Linked DNA regions of Sus scrofa: region 1 is linked to region 2. Evidence: chromatin contacts called from public Hi-C data. All regions are on one chromosome and are shown on one strand. Each heading gives the region's core, a stretch centred on a gene start, on an enhancer-like site or on the middle of the called end of the contact. The rest is flanking DNA. Distances are from core to core; before and after follow the strand shown. Region 1 overlaps RAD9B (cell cycle checkpoint control protein RAD9B). Region 2 overlaps CCDC63 (coiled-coil domain-containing protein 63).

Region 1 (6,494 bases), core at 3,299-5,798, 270 kb before region 2:
GTTACCTTTTTGTTACCAGAAACAACACAATGAAACAAAAATACATGTAATCTCTATATGTATTCAATATAGATATGTACACATGTGTATACATAAACAAATTCAATACACACTGTTTAATTCAGTCCATATTATATAAATATAATTCAAATGTATAATGCAGTCCATATAATGCAATTAATATCCCATTGCTTTATTTGAACATATTTCAATGCAGTGTTAAACATAATAGATTTTTTTGAATTAACTATTTGAAGAAGATTTTTTGCTAAGTAGCTACTATTTTATTTTTCCAGCTTGCTTTAAGATCTGTGAATTCTTGTCGGTCAGCATATGGATGTGTCCTCTTCTCTCCTGTGTTTTTTCAACATTATCAGTGGTCAGCTTCAGTGAAAATGAATGATAGTGACAAAATATCAAATTTAAATTGCAAATTAGGAATGAAGGTAAATGTAGGTGGGCCTACTTTTCTCTTATACAGTAGAAGTATTTTTTATATAGGAAATATTTGTTATATAACACCTATACTTCGTTTAAGTGGCATGCAGGACAAGTCTGTTCATTTGTGAATATACATATTCTTGTTTGTGTTAATCTAATCAATTATATTAATTATATGCTCTTCTATATTTGTGTAACAGTCAATTCTGCCCATCTTTAGATGTCTGAATTCCCTTGAAAGAAATGTAGAGAAGTGCAAAATATTCACCAGATCTGATAAGTGCAAAGTAGTTATTCAGTTCTTCTGCAGACATGGTAAGTATAATTAGGACTAATTTAGAGTATTATGCATTTTTTGTTAATACTTTTTATGTTTAGAATACTCAAACTGCACATCAACACTTCCCATCGTATTATTGGTTAGAATTTGTAGGAGTTCCCATTGTGGCTCAGTGGAAACGAATCTGATTAGGAACCATGAGGTTGAGGGTTCAATCCATGGCCTTTCTCAGTGGGTTCAGGATCTGGTGTTGCCATGAGCTGTGGTGTAGGTTATAGATGCGGCTCAGATCTGACATTGCAGTGGCTGTGGCGTAGGCGGGTGGCTACAGCTCCAATAGATCCCTAGCCTGGGAACCTCCATATGCCTCAGGTGTGGCCCTAAAAAACAAAAAGAGAGAAAAAAAAAGCATTTGTGTAGTTTTGTGGTGAGGCAGTTGTATTATCTTACTTGTCTCTGTAGAAGTAGTGTGAGTGGTTGATATTAATTATTTCCTTTTTTGGCCTGTTAATGATACAAACTTTGCCTGAATATAGACTGATATATTTATTTATTTATTATTATTTTGCTTTTTAGGGCCACACCTGCAGCATATGGAGGTTCTCAGGCTAAGGGTCTAATTGGAGCTAGAGCTGCTGGCCTATGTTATGGCCATAGCAACTCAGGATCCAAGCTGTTTCTGCGACCTACATCACAGCTCACAGCAGTGCTGGATCCTTAACCCACTGAGTGAGGCCAGGGATCAAACCCCCAACCTCATGGTTCTAGTTGGATTCTTTTCCACTGTGCCACGATGGGAACTCCCAGACTGATTTTTTTTTTTTTTTTTTTTTTTTTTTGTCTTTTTGCCATTTCTTTGGGCCGCTCCCACAGCATATGGAGGTTCCCAGGCTAGGGGTCGAATCAGAGCTGTAGCCGCCGGCCTATGCCACAGCCACAGCAACGCGGGATCCAAGCTGCGTCTGCAACCTACACCACAGCTCACGGCAACACTGGATCGTTAACCCACTGAGAGAGGCCAGGGACCGAACCCACAACCTCATGGTTCCTAGTCGGATTCGTTCACCACTGTGCCACAACGGGAACTCCCCCAGACTGATTTTTTAAAATGTCCATCTGAATTCAAAAGATTGTTCTGAAACTAACTGGCTACTTGTTGACATTTTGTACAAGTGCCTTGGTAACAGTGTTCCTTGGTAAAAACAGAAAAGAATAATGCCTACCTGGATTGAAAGTGCTCAAGAAGGCAAATAGTATTTTCTTTAGGGCTGAAAGAGGCATGGTAAATGGCCCAAGGACACAGAACTAGCAGGTCACAGAGCCTGGATTTGAGTCCAACCCCACAGTAGTAGAAGCCAAAACCTTCACTCATTCTCTCTGCTACACCAAGTTGTAAAAGTGACTTTCTGCCTCCAGCCTTGCATGGTAGATATTCAAATGTTGCAGTCATATAATATTTTACATGATTAAATATGTATAGCATGGTGGTTAAGACCGTGATCTCTGGAGATCACAAGGTCTGGGATAGAATCCTGCTCTGCCCCTTCCTTGCTGAGACATTGGGAAAATTATTTTATATCTTTGTGCCTCACTTTCCCAATATGTAAAATGGGGACAATGATAGTACTAGGATCATAGGTTTTTTTGTTTGTTTGTTTTCCTTTTTTTTGGCTGAACCAGCGACATGTGGAAGTTGCCGGACCAGAGGTCAAACCTGTGCCACGGCAGCATCCCAGGCCGCTGCAGTGACAGCACTGGATCCTTAACTACTAGGCCACCAGGGAATTCCTGGGGTTTTTGTGAAGATTCAATGAGTTATAAGAAGTTAAGTTCTAAAGTGATTAAAAGAATTCCTGGCTTATTCTCTGTAAGAGTTAGTACTAGTTATATTATTAATGATTGCTACTATTTTATTTGAAGTTACCAGGTAGGATTGTATGTTTTTAAGATTCTTGTACTTGTGATATTGGTCCAGATTTTTTGTAGTAGAATGGTCTTCTGGAAGGTTATATTAGTGTTACTATTTATCTTATATTTCTTAATTTTGTTTTACATTTAATATTTTAATTTAAACTCATATTTACATTATGTTCCTTAATTTCCCCCTGTAAAATATCAATTATTATAACATTATTTTTTTCCTTCTTCGAACTTCACATGTAGTAGCAGAATCATGTAAAGAGCACAATTAAAAGCACAGCAAGGGAGTTCCCGTCGTGGCTCAGTGGTTAACGAATCCGACTAGGAACCATGAGGTTGCGGGTTCGGTCCCTGCCCTTGCTCAGTGGGTTAACGATCCGGCGTTGCCGTGAGCTGTGATGTAGGTTGCAGATGCGGCTCGGATCCTGCGTTGCTGTGGCTCTGGTGTAGGCCAGTGGCTACAGCTCCGATTCGACCCCTAGCCTGGGAACCTCCATATGCCATGGGAGCGGCCCAAAGAAATAGCAAAAAGACAAAAAAAAAAAAAAGCACAGCATCCAGCATTGTCACTGCTGTGGGTCTGGTTACTGCTTTGACATGGATTTGATCCCTGTCCCAGAAACTTCTGCATGCTTCAAGCGAGGCCATTTAAAAAAAAAAAAAAGCATAGCAGCAGGGGAGGGAGGATAGAGGAATAAATTAGGAGTTTGGGATTGAAATATATACACTACTATCTATAAAATATGTAACCAACAAGGAACTACTATATAGCTCAAGGAACTATCCTTAATATCTAGGTTATTATCTATAATGGAAAATAATCTAAAAAAGAATGTATATACAAGGAGTTCCCACAGTGGCGCAGTGGATTAGGTCACTGCTGAGGCATGGGTTTGATCTCTTGTCCAGCACAATAGGTTAAGGATCTGACATTGCCACAGCTGTAGCATAGGTCGCAGCTGTGGTTCAGATTTGATTCCTCGCTAGGGACCTTCCATATCCCATGGCTGAAGCAAAAAAAAAAAAAGTAAAATGAATAAATAAATTAAGGAGTTCCCATCGTGGCTCATCAATAATGAACCTGACTGGTACCCATGAGGATGCAGGTTGGATCACTGGCCTTGCTCAGTGGGTTAAGGATCCGGTGTTGCTGTGAGCTGTGGTGTGGGTCACAGATGCAGCTTGGATCCTGAGTTACTGTGCCATAGGCCGGTAACTGTAGCTCTGATTCAACCGCTAGCCTGGGAACTTCCATATGCCACATATGTGGCACTAAATAGACAAATAAATAAAAATAAAATAGAAAAGAATATATATAACTGAATCACTTTACTGTACACTTGAAACTAACAACATTGTAAGTCAACTATATTTCAATAAAAATTTTTTAAAAAAGCACAGCGAGCTTTGGCATCGTGCAGATAAGGACGTGGCTTCTCCTATACTTATTAGCTTTGTGACAGTACATAACCACTCTGAACCTTCATTTTCTTGTCTGTGAAATGGGGATAATCCTACCTACCCTCAGATTCCCGGGTTGTTGTGAGGACAAAGTGAGATCACATGTGTAAAGCACATAGCATGGTGCCTGACACAAAAGGTGAACTAAATTGTAACTACTGTTATTACAATTATCCTCATCCTTTATTTCCAGTTAGATTTCAAACAGCCAGTTTTTCCACTTAAGTATGTCTCAAGTGGCTTGTTTACAGTAATATCCAATATACATTTGTGATTGGTTGATTTTTTTAATAGCTTTTGTAGGGAAGTTGTTGTGTTAGAATGCTCTAAGTTACAAGTAACAGAAAAAAAAAAAAATCCAACTCAAACTGCCTTAAACAATAAGGAGGGATATTGGCTCATGTAAAGGAAAAGTTCAAAATGAGGTCATAGGCGTGGTTTGATCCAGACTGCAGCAGCTGCTTCTCTTCCTTCTGTTTCAAATTCTCTCAGCTCTCCTGTCCTCCATGTGATTTATACTAAGGCCAGCTTCTTTTATAAACTTTTAATAATATGGTGACTTCCAGCAGCAGCAGCTTGGGCTGCCATGCTTGCTCTTTCACATCCAGGGGGAGAGCCTTACCTCATATATGCATTGAACAAAAGTGCTTGACTTTGCTCTGACTGGACAAACCTAAACTAATCCTAGGGGGCTAGGGGAATTCCATTCTCTAACTGCCCTGGCTTCTTGCCATATCTGGACCAAATTCAATTGTGGGGCGGTGGGGGGGGGCAGATAAGATTACATCAATTGATTTATAGCAACAAGGGCCCACAAGTGATGCTGAAAGTGAAATCAGCCCCACCCAGACCTCATGGCTACTACACAACCAGGAAGGATGGCTCAGGAAGGAAAGGGGAAGTAGGGGGTGCATGCTGCTACAGTCATTGGGATAAATAGTTATACTTTCCAAAACTTTAGAAGCTCAGAAAATTATGTTTGCAATTTTATATTAATAATCTGGTGGAGAAACATTGTTCAAATGTAATTGAGAAAAATCACCTGGGTTGGTGTTCCTGCTGTGGCGCAATGGGATCATCGGCCTCTTGGGAGTGATGGGACACAGGTTCAATCCCTGACCCAGCACAGTGGGTTAAAGATCCATCATTGCTGCAGCTGCGGCTTAGGTTGCAACCATGGCTCAGATCTGATCCCTGGCCCAAGGAACACCATATGCAGTGGGGCGGCCAAAAATGAAAAAAAAAAAAGAAAAACAAAAAACACCTGGGCAGAGATATCCACTAAACTGCTGCAAATATACATTTGAAACTCGGGAAGAAATTTAGGACAATGAAGTAAATTTGGCTCTCTTCACTGATGGAAAACAATTGAAAAAACATGACCTACTAAAAAAGGATTAACTTCTCAGAGTCTAATCATAAATGGTTTCTGGAACAGTGATTTCTTAAATTATTTAGCATCTGCTATTAGAAAAAAAAAGATGTTTTATATCCTCAAGAACCAAGATTCATCCGAAATATTTACTGCCTAGCAATTATTCTATCAATTCTCTGTATTTGCATTTGCACTGGCCCCACAGTGGCTGAAAATGAATCAGTGAGTTGTCCCTGAAGAACATGCTCTGATCCAAAGCACACATGCTAATGCATTCTGTCCTGCTCAAGGACAGGTTCCCAACAGAGAGGGACTTCCATCAGATGGATGCCCTGGCTATTTATTGAGTGAACAGAAGTCTGATTTATACATTATATTAATGACATATGTCAAGAGGACAGGATTGCTGGAGTTCCCGTCGTGGCTCCCGTCGTGAATCCAGCTAGGACCCATGAGGTTTCAGATTTGATCCCTGGCTTCGCTCAGTGGGTTAAGGATCTGGCGTTGAGGTGAGCTGTGGTGTAGGCCGGTGGCTACAGCTCCAATTAGACTCCTAGCCTGGGAACCTCCATGTGCCACGGTACGGCCCTAGAAAAGACAAAAAAAAAAAAAAAGGACAGGATTCCTACTTCAAGGTTTTGAGGTTTTGTAAAAAGGCATTCTGCAGATGTGCTAATGACTTTAAACTCTCAAAACAGTGAATTTAAAGGCATTGAGAAACATTTGAATAACATAATTTGAGTAACTGATCTAAGAAAACATTTGTACAGTTTATATCAGAGAATGTTTGGCCTACAGTAAGCATTCTCTTTACTTAATCTGTTTTTTGTTTTTGTTGTTGTTTGGCCACACCTGCAGCATGTGGAAGTTCCCAGGACTGGGATCAAATCTCTGTCACAGCAGCAACCTGGTGCTGCAGTGACAACACCAGATCCTTAACCTATTGTGCCACAGGGGGCCTCCCTACTTCCTATTTTCTTATTGTTTGTCTCCCCTCACTAGAATGTAAGCTCTGTG
Region 2 (6,960 bases), core at 572-3,071:
CATCCCAGGTACCAGGTACAAGACTAGGAGCCTGTTTCAAAGGTACCTGGAATTTGTTTTAATCAGATATGGTAAGACACACAGACTTGGAAATGACTGCCACGAAGAAAGTTTATACTCTCAGATCCCCATAAATAGGAGGCACAACAGATAGGGATGTTTAGGAAAAACCCACTCCTCCCGTGTTCCTCCTTTACTCTCACACTATTACCACACTCACAGCACTTCTGACACCAGATGCGTAGGGGTGGGGTTTTCCAACACCAAGCAATTTTCTGTGATGCCAGCTGGCTGTCCTACCTCGATGTAACTCAATTCTGACACTGTCTACCTGGAATCTCATGAGGTTGCCCCTTCCCCTTCAGTCGCCAAGTCGTAGGTCTCCAGGTTGCCCCCAACTTCTGTCCAACTTGGCTATAAATTGGAGGTTCCCATGACCTCCTCCCCTTTGGATTTGATAATTTGCTAGAACAGCACATAGAACTCAGGGAAACACTGACTTATGTTTACCAGTTTGTAATATAATAAAGGCTATAACTCAGGAACAGCCAGATTTCTAGAGGAGGCACATTGAGCAAAGTCTGGGGGGAGGGGTGTGGAGCTTCCACGCCCTCTCTGAGCATGCCGCCCTCCTAGCACCTCCACCTGTTCACCAGCCTGGAAGCTCTTTGAACTGCATACCTTGGGGATTTGTAAGAAGCCTTCATCACATAGGCATGATTGATCATTAAGTCCATTTTCAGCCCCTCTCTGCTTTCTGGAGAAGTGGGGGAGGGGGGAGGAGGAATTCCAAGCTTCTAATCATGGCTTCATTATCCTGGTGACCAGACCCCATGCAAAAGCCCACCACAAATCACCTCATTCAAACAAAAGTCATAACTATCACCCAGGAAATTCCAAAGGATTTAGGAACTCTGTGTCTGAAACTGGGATCAAGATCAAGTATTAGGACAAAAAATGCTCCTTGTAGTTCCTGCTGTGGCACAGCGGTTTAGGGATCCAGCTTGTCTCTGAAGTGGAGCAGGTTTGATCCCCGTCTGGCACAATGGGTTAAGGATCCAGCGTTGCCACTCAGATTAGATCCCTAGTGCAGGAACATCTGTATACTGTGGCCATGGTCAAAAAAGGAAAAAAAAAGAAAAAAAAAGATGCTCCTAGTGCTTGTATCACTTAGGAAATACCAGGGGATTTAGGAGCTCTGGAAATTGGGGGCAGAGATCAATATCTATATTTTCTATTATTTCACAGTGTCAGGGGGCACATGGGGAAACACCAGGGTCAGTCAGGAGGCAGAGGGAGTGAGGGGAACATGTGGGCAGGAGACTTTACTGTAGTTGCTGCAGGAAGGAACAGATAGGGCAAAGCAGGCAGGCTGAGCATGTTTAGGAATGGCTCATTTGCTAAACAGTAGGCTCTGGGGCACAGGTTCCTTCCCCAGTTGTCTAGTACCCGGCCCTGAAGGGATTAAGGCAGGGGGACAGTGGCCTGGAGCTAAGAGCTTTATAAAGGGCGCAGTTGAGTTGTGGGCTTTGGACAGGTTGGTTTGCAGGTGAAAGATTGGCTCCCAGGTGAGTTTGCTCTTTCTAGGAATTAGCTAATCTTGGGAGGGACAGTGCCTCCCAGCATGAGCAAGACTCCAAGATCTCAATAAAGATCAAAATAAAAAGCCATGCTTACTAAGAGCCCTGCAAGTAACCTGTCACGTGATATTTGCAACCAATTTATTACATCATTCGGAGTGGGTTCAGCAGCCAGTAACAAAAGAACTGTTTAATACAGGCTTATGAAATGAGATGTTTAATTCAATCTGACACAACAGGAAGTTTTAAGCAGGAAGCTTCCAGCTTTAGTTTGTCAACTCAACAGTATCATCCAGGACCCAGACCTTTTCTGTCTTTTGCCTTTTTCCTGCTCAGCATACTGGTGACATCACTCCATGTGATCCCAAGAAGCCGACTCAGCTTCAGCCATCAAAGTCCCACACAATAGAGTCCCAGCCAGGAGGAAAGGCATTTCAGTTACCTATTCTGTGTAACCGACCACGTCAAAACTTAGTGGTTTAAAACAAGTGATTATTTCTTACGCTGACTGATGCTGGGTTGACATGAGTACAGCTGGGATGGTTTTTCTGTCCCACATCCACTGAACTGCATTCAGCTGGCAGCTGGCTTTTGTGCTCTTCTATGTGGCCTCTTCACATGGCCTGCTTGGGCTTCCTCACAGCATGGTGGCCTCTGAGTAGTCAAGTGTCTTTCTGGGGCAGGTGCTGGCTTCCAGGGCAGAAGTGGAGGCTGCCAGGCCTTCTTAAGGCCTATACTTGGAACTGGCACAGCATCACTTCTGTAGCATTCTGTGGGTCAAAGCAAGTCGCAAAGCCGACTCCATTTCAAGGGGAGCTATTATTCTTGATGTAAGTGAGGAAAGGAAGGAAGGAGAGAGTAGATATTTGGGAGGCAAATGGCAGCATCTGTCACCTAAACCTAAGTTTTCTCTTGAAGAGGTGACCAGACAGAGGCAATCTATACTTAGAGCAACTGAATAGCACAGTGGGTGCATATGCTGCTCGGGCACCAGGGAAATGTAGTGGCATCCAGAATCTTCTCTCTCTTTCTCTCTGCTAGCTCAGTGTGCTCTACCTGAGCACATTGCCTGGCCTGCAGGGGTGGGGCCGGGGCCGGGGCCGCGGCCAGGGCCGGGGCGGGGAGATAGCCCAGTTGGGGGCAGGGGCAGACATTCACTTTTTCAAAAAGATGGACAAAGTAGGCACCACTCCTGGTGCCAAATTGAAATTAATGCTGGCTTCACTCCAGGCTCGTTCCCGTCCCCTCTGGAGGGCAGAGTCCCTGCAGCATTGAATCCAGGAAGGTCACTTGTTTGTCACAGGGGAAAATCGGGGGAAGGGCTCCAACAGTCAGGGTCCCAGAAGAAAACTGAATCCAGCCCAGATACATGAGGGACTTTAAAGACAGGATTGCTCACAGTATGTGGGCAGGGTTAGGGGATCAGAGAAGGAAGGCTGAGGCCTTGAGAGATCAGCTACAGAGAGGAGCCATTACCATAGTGAAGGTGGGAAGAGGCGGGGAATGATCTAGTGTGATAGGGGCCCAGAGGGGGTACGAGCTGGAAAGAGGAATCTAGGCAGAGGCTGCACCTGAGCAACCAGCGACGAAGCAAGGAGGGAAGAATGCCACCCCCCCCAGCCCCCCAAGCCCTAGAACTGCCCCCTCGTCCCCAAGCTCTACCCCCCATTCCGTGCCTGGCCCCACTTCCAGCTGATCCTTCCCAGGGCTACGTCCAACCAGAGGGAGCCTATGGGTGATGTGGGCCATACTATCCGATTCTGGGGACGCGGGGCAAACAGAGAAGGCTGGAGAGTGAGGTGGGGTAGTGTGAGCAGAACAAGACAGGTGTATTATGCATGTGCCCCAAAATGTGCTTATTTGTTTTTCAACTCTCCGGAATGTCCCTTTCATAGATCTACCACAACTTACTTAAAAAAATCCTTCCCTCCAAAGTTCCTTTGTGGCACTGCACGTTAAGGATCTGGCCTTGCTACTGCCGTGGTACAGGCTGCAACTGTGGTGCAGATTTGCTCCCTGTCCCAGGAACTTCCACATGCTGTGGGTGTGGCCCCTAAACAAACAAAGTCCTTATCTTGGTCTTTGTTGAGAACTGTTTGTTTTTTTAAAGTACAATATGCATATATAAAAGGTACATATCAGAAATTCACAGCTTGCTGAATTTTCACAGTAAGCTTATCCAGGTAACCAGATCAAGAAACAGAATATTCCCAGCACCCTGGAAGCCCCTCTCCATTCCCCTTCCAGGTATCCCAGCTCTGACCCCTCTCCACCAGAGAACCTGGATTCTGACTCCCAAGAACACAGGCTCATTCTCCTGTAGAGATAATGTTACAGTAGGCATCTTCATGTCTGTGGGCTTTTTTTTCCCCCTCTTTGCCATTGACTTGTTTTCTTAGGATGAATCTCCAGATGTAGGTTTCCTGGGTTGAAGGGTGTAAACATGTTTATTGCTCTTGCTGTATGAGGCCGCATCACTTTCTGAAGGCTTGTACAGATTCCTTATCACTACTGATCTCAGCAGTCTGCCACTGAGATTATAATCGGTGACTCTGGCTTCAGTGGGAGGCCAGGAATGGGGCTGTTCTCATCCAATTAGGAAGGAATCTGAAATTCTGAAATGCCTACTATCTTGCTATGTGATGGGTTTTTGATTGCAAATGACAGAGGCTGCTGTAGGCAGACATGGAGATTACTGCAGGCAGTTGGGCAGTCCAAAGAAGTGGCAGTCCAGTTCCTGCAGCTGGAACAGAACTCAAATTCCTCCCTGGGCTCAGGTACTTCATTCAGCTCACCTCATGGGCTATGGGCACTGGATGTTCGGCCAGCACCGCTGTCCCTGAATCCCCTGGTGGACTTCCCCTCACATCTCATTGGCCACCCCAGGATCTTGGGCAGGCTCACTTCTATGAGATTCAGGATTCTCCACTCAATTCTGGAACACAAATCAGGGTTTTATTCGTGAGGAAGATGTGAGGGAATGACTGTGTGTGTGCCGCCTCCCAGCAGTGCCTATACTTGGGGGAAAAATGGCTGACTTCACACAGTCCCTGACACTCAAAACCTCTTAATCAGTCTTTGGTCTCCCAGGGAATTTTGTGTCCAAATTCTCTTTCCTGGGAAGGAAGCTCTGATAGGTCTAACCTAGGTGAGGGGTTCTCTTGTCATCCAATGAACCATAGCAGAAAGGACCATATGCCACCAATGTGGAGATTAGACCACTCAGCAGGGCTGAAGATGGTGAAGCAGAGCTGGAGTGGGTAGCTTTGCTGAATTCCCCAAAGATGAACAAAAGCAGCACCAAGGGCACCAGTGAAGCAGGGACAGCTGGAAGTATTTCCCCCCCCCCCATCTGATTTGTTATTTCAATTTAAAAAGCATCATAGAAATCAGAATGCTGTCAGAGGGCCTGACCCTTATCTTATGGACCAGTATTGTTTTTATTTTCCATTCCATAGGTGGGAGGAACAGTTTACAATCTTTTCAGGCTTTAAAGTTCTCAATTGGGTCCTTGCAGCCTGAGGCAATTAAGGCTCAGAGAGGTCAAGTGACTTTCCTAAGAGCACACAGCAAATCAGTGGCAGAGGAGGACTAATGTCTATCTTAACACCTGGTCCAGTGTTCTTTCCACTATATGACCTTGCCCTCACCTTTTTTTGAGGAGTATCTTTATAGTCCCTGTGGAGCAGCTATTGTGCCACCTGATAGTAGCCCCCTGGCCCATGTCATTAAGCCAACAGTGGACATCAAATCTAGACTAGCCGAACTGGATTCTCTTTCCTGGGAAGCTGAGATTAAGAAGACATTGATTTCTTTTAAACTGAGCTTCAAAGTGGGAGATCATAAGAAACAAGATGAGTGGAAGAGAAATTTATCTTTAAAAATAAGAGGCCAGGGGAGTTCCCGTCGTGGCTCAGCAGAAACGAATCTGACTAGTATCCATGAGGACACAGGTTTGATCCCTGACCTTGCTAAGTGGGTTAAGGATCCGGCATTGCCAGATGGTGTAGGTCACAGACGTGGCTAGGATCTGGCATTGCTATGGCTGTGGCGTAGGGCAGCGGCTACCAGCTCGGATTTGACCCCTAGCGTGGGAACCTCCATATGCCATGCATTCAGCCTTAAAAGGACAAAAAAAAAAAAAAAAAAAAAAAAAAAAGAGGCTAGGTTGAGAAACCAGGTAATTCCAAAGAGAGAGCTAGAGAGAAGAGCTGCCTTAATTTCTGACAGCTTTCTAGTTCTTGGTTCTTGTTCCTCATGGAGATCTGCCTCCAGCTTACATGCAATAACCATGATATTCATATAATTGAGCATACTTTTGGCTGCAAGTACTAGAAATCTAGATTGGCTTAAACAATAAGATGTATTGATTTTTTTTAAACAAGAAGTGCAGAGCCAAGGTGGATTTCAGGTATCGTGTGATCAGAGTTCCAGTTACACCGTTCTACAATTTTCTCTAGGCTCTTCCCTCCACAATATGCTGGCTTTGATCTCACACTGCCTTCCCTTATGGTTACAGGAGAGCTGCCAACAGCAACAGGGGCGACATACTTCCTTGTTCCCATCCATGGAGCTAGAAAAAAGCATCTCCCCTCCAACTCTGGACTGTAAGTTCTTCCTTTCTGTCTGAGAAGGCCACTATCAGTTACATGCCTATTCCTGGACCAGTTGCAGTCTCTAGGAGAATGCTATGCACAGACTGGCTTAAAATTAGGTTAAAGGTCCAATCATTGGCAAGGAGGATGGGATGGCTGTAATGCATTAAGAGTAATTGAGATCTATCCTGGAGATGTGTGTGAAAATCAATTTCTCCTGGTCATGTAGGCTGAAAGGGAGAGGGATTGCTACCTGAACAAACTGGGATCTGTTAGGAAGAAGGGGGAACAGATGCTGGAGAGGAAAAAAAAAAAGTCATTTTGCATTATTTCAGGTGGGTTTCTGATCCTTGTTTTCAAAGAGTCACTTGGACAGTCAATTTCATGGTCTGAGGCCAAATGCCTTTGCCCAGCCCTTGTGCAGCCCAATTCTAATTTCCTCCTCCATTCTGTAGACTCGCTATTGCCAACATTTCTCACCGCTGGCTCATCATTTTGGCAAGCTGGCATCTCTCTCTGCTCCAAGCCCCGCTGATGGAACTGAAGATCCCTTTAGCAGAATTGACTCTGGCATGTTCTAATTTAAAAAGCCTTGCACTTCTCTGCGTGGAGGCTGCTGAGATCTGTGCCCATAAAGGCAGAGAGAGTAAATTCTTCTGAGGAAAGCCTATTTTTAACAAGTCCTGAACCTAACTGAACTCAATCATTTTTCAGTCGTTGACACTTGAAATATATGAGTCACTGGGCTATATATGGAGTTGAAGGCTAGAGCAGCTCTTTAAATA

What was found. Hi-C and Micro-C count contacts between places; a contact is called where the count stands out from the background.
Region 1: a contact with region 2 is called in a Hi-C map of alveolar macrophages, with 2.6 times the contacts expected there. The contact joins two enhancer-like sites. A contact is called at or near these places in 1 of 5 promoter capture datasets (liver), 22 of 47 Hi-C or Micro-C datasets (alveolar macrophages, blood, brain and 14 more) and 2 of 2 datasets of contacts at active chromatin or transcription factors (alveolar macrophages and skeletal muscle).

What each region holds. Positions count from the first base shown.
Region 1 is chr14:31,873,508-31,880,001 of Sscrofa11.1, forward strand. It overlaps RAD9B (cell cycle checkpoint control protein RAD9B), which reads left to right. Exons shown (of 11, transcript XM_013982863.2): 3 at 297-446; 4 at 642-756. The coding sequence starts at 396. Among named protein-coding and RNA genes, the nearest start is that of VPS29, 7.1 kb to the left of the region's middle. Within about 2 kb of position 4,549, at least 12 of the 83 cell types and tissues checked have an H3K27ac peak or open chromatin away from gene starts, as enhancers often do. A contact at or near this core is called in alveolar macrophages, where this site is marked.
Region 2 is chr14:32,148,605-32,155,564 of Sscrofa11.1, forward strand. CCDC63 (coiled-coil domain-containing protein 63) reads left to right here. Exons shown (of 13, transcript XM_021072528.1): 2 at 6,100-6,187. Among named protein-coding and RNA genes, the nearest start is that of CCDC63, 12 kb to the left of the region's middle. Within about 2 kb of position 1,822, at least 3 of the 83 cell types and tissues checked have an H3K27ac peak or open chromatin away from gene starts, as enhancers often do. A contact at or near this core is called in alveolar macrophages, where this site is marked.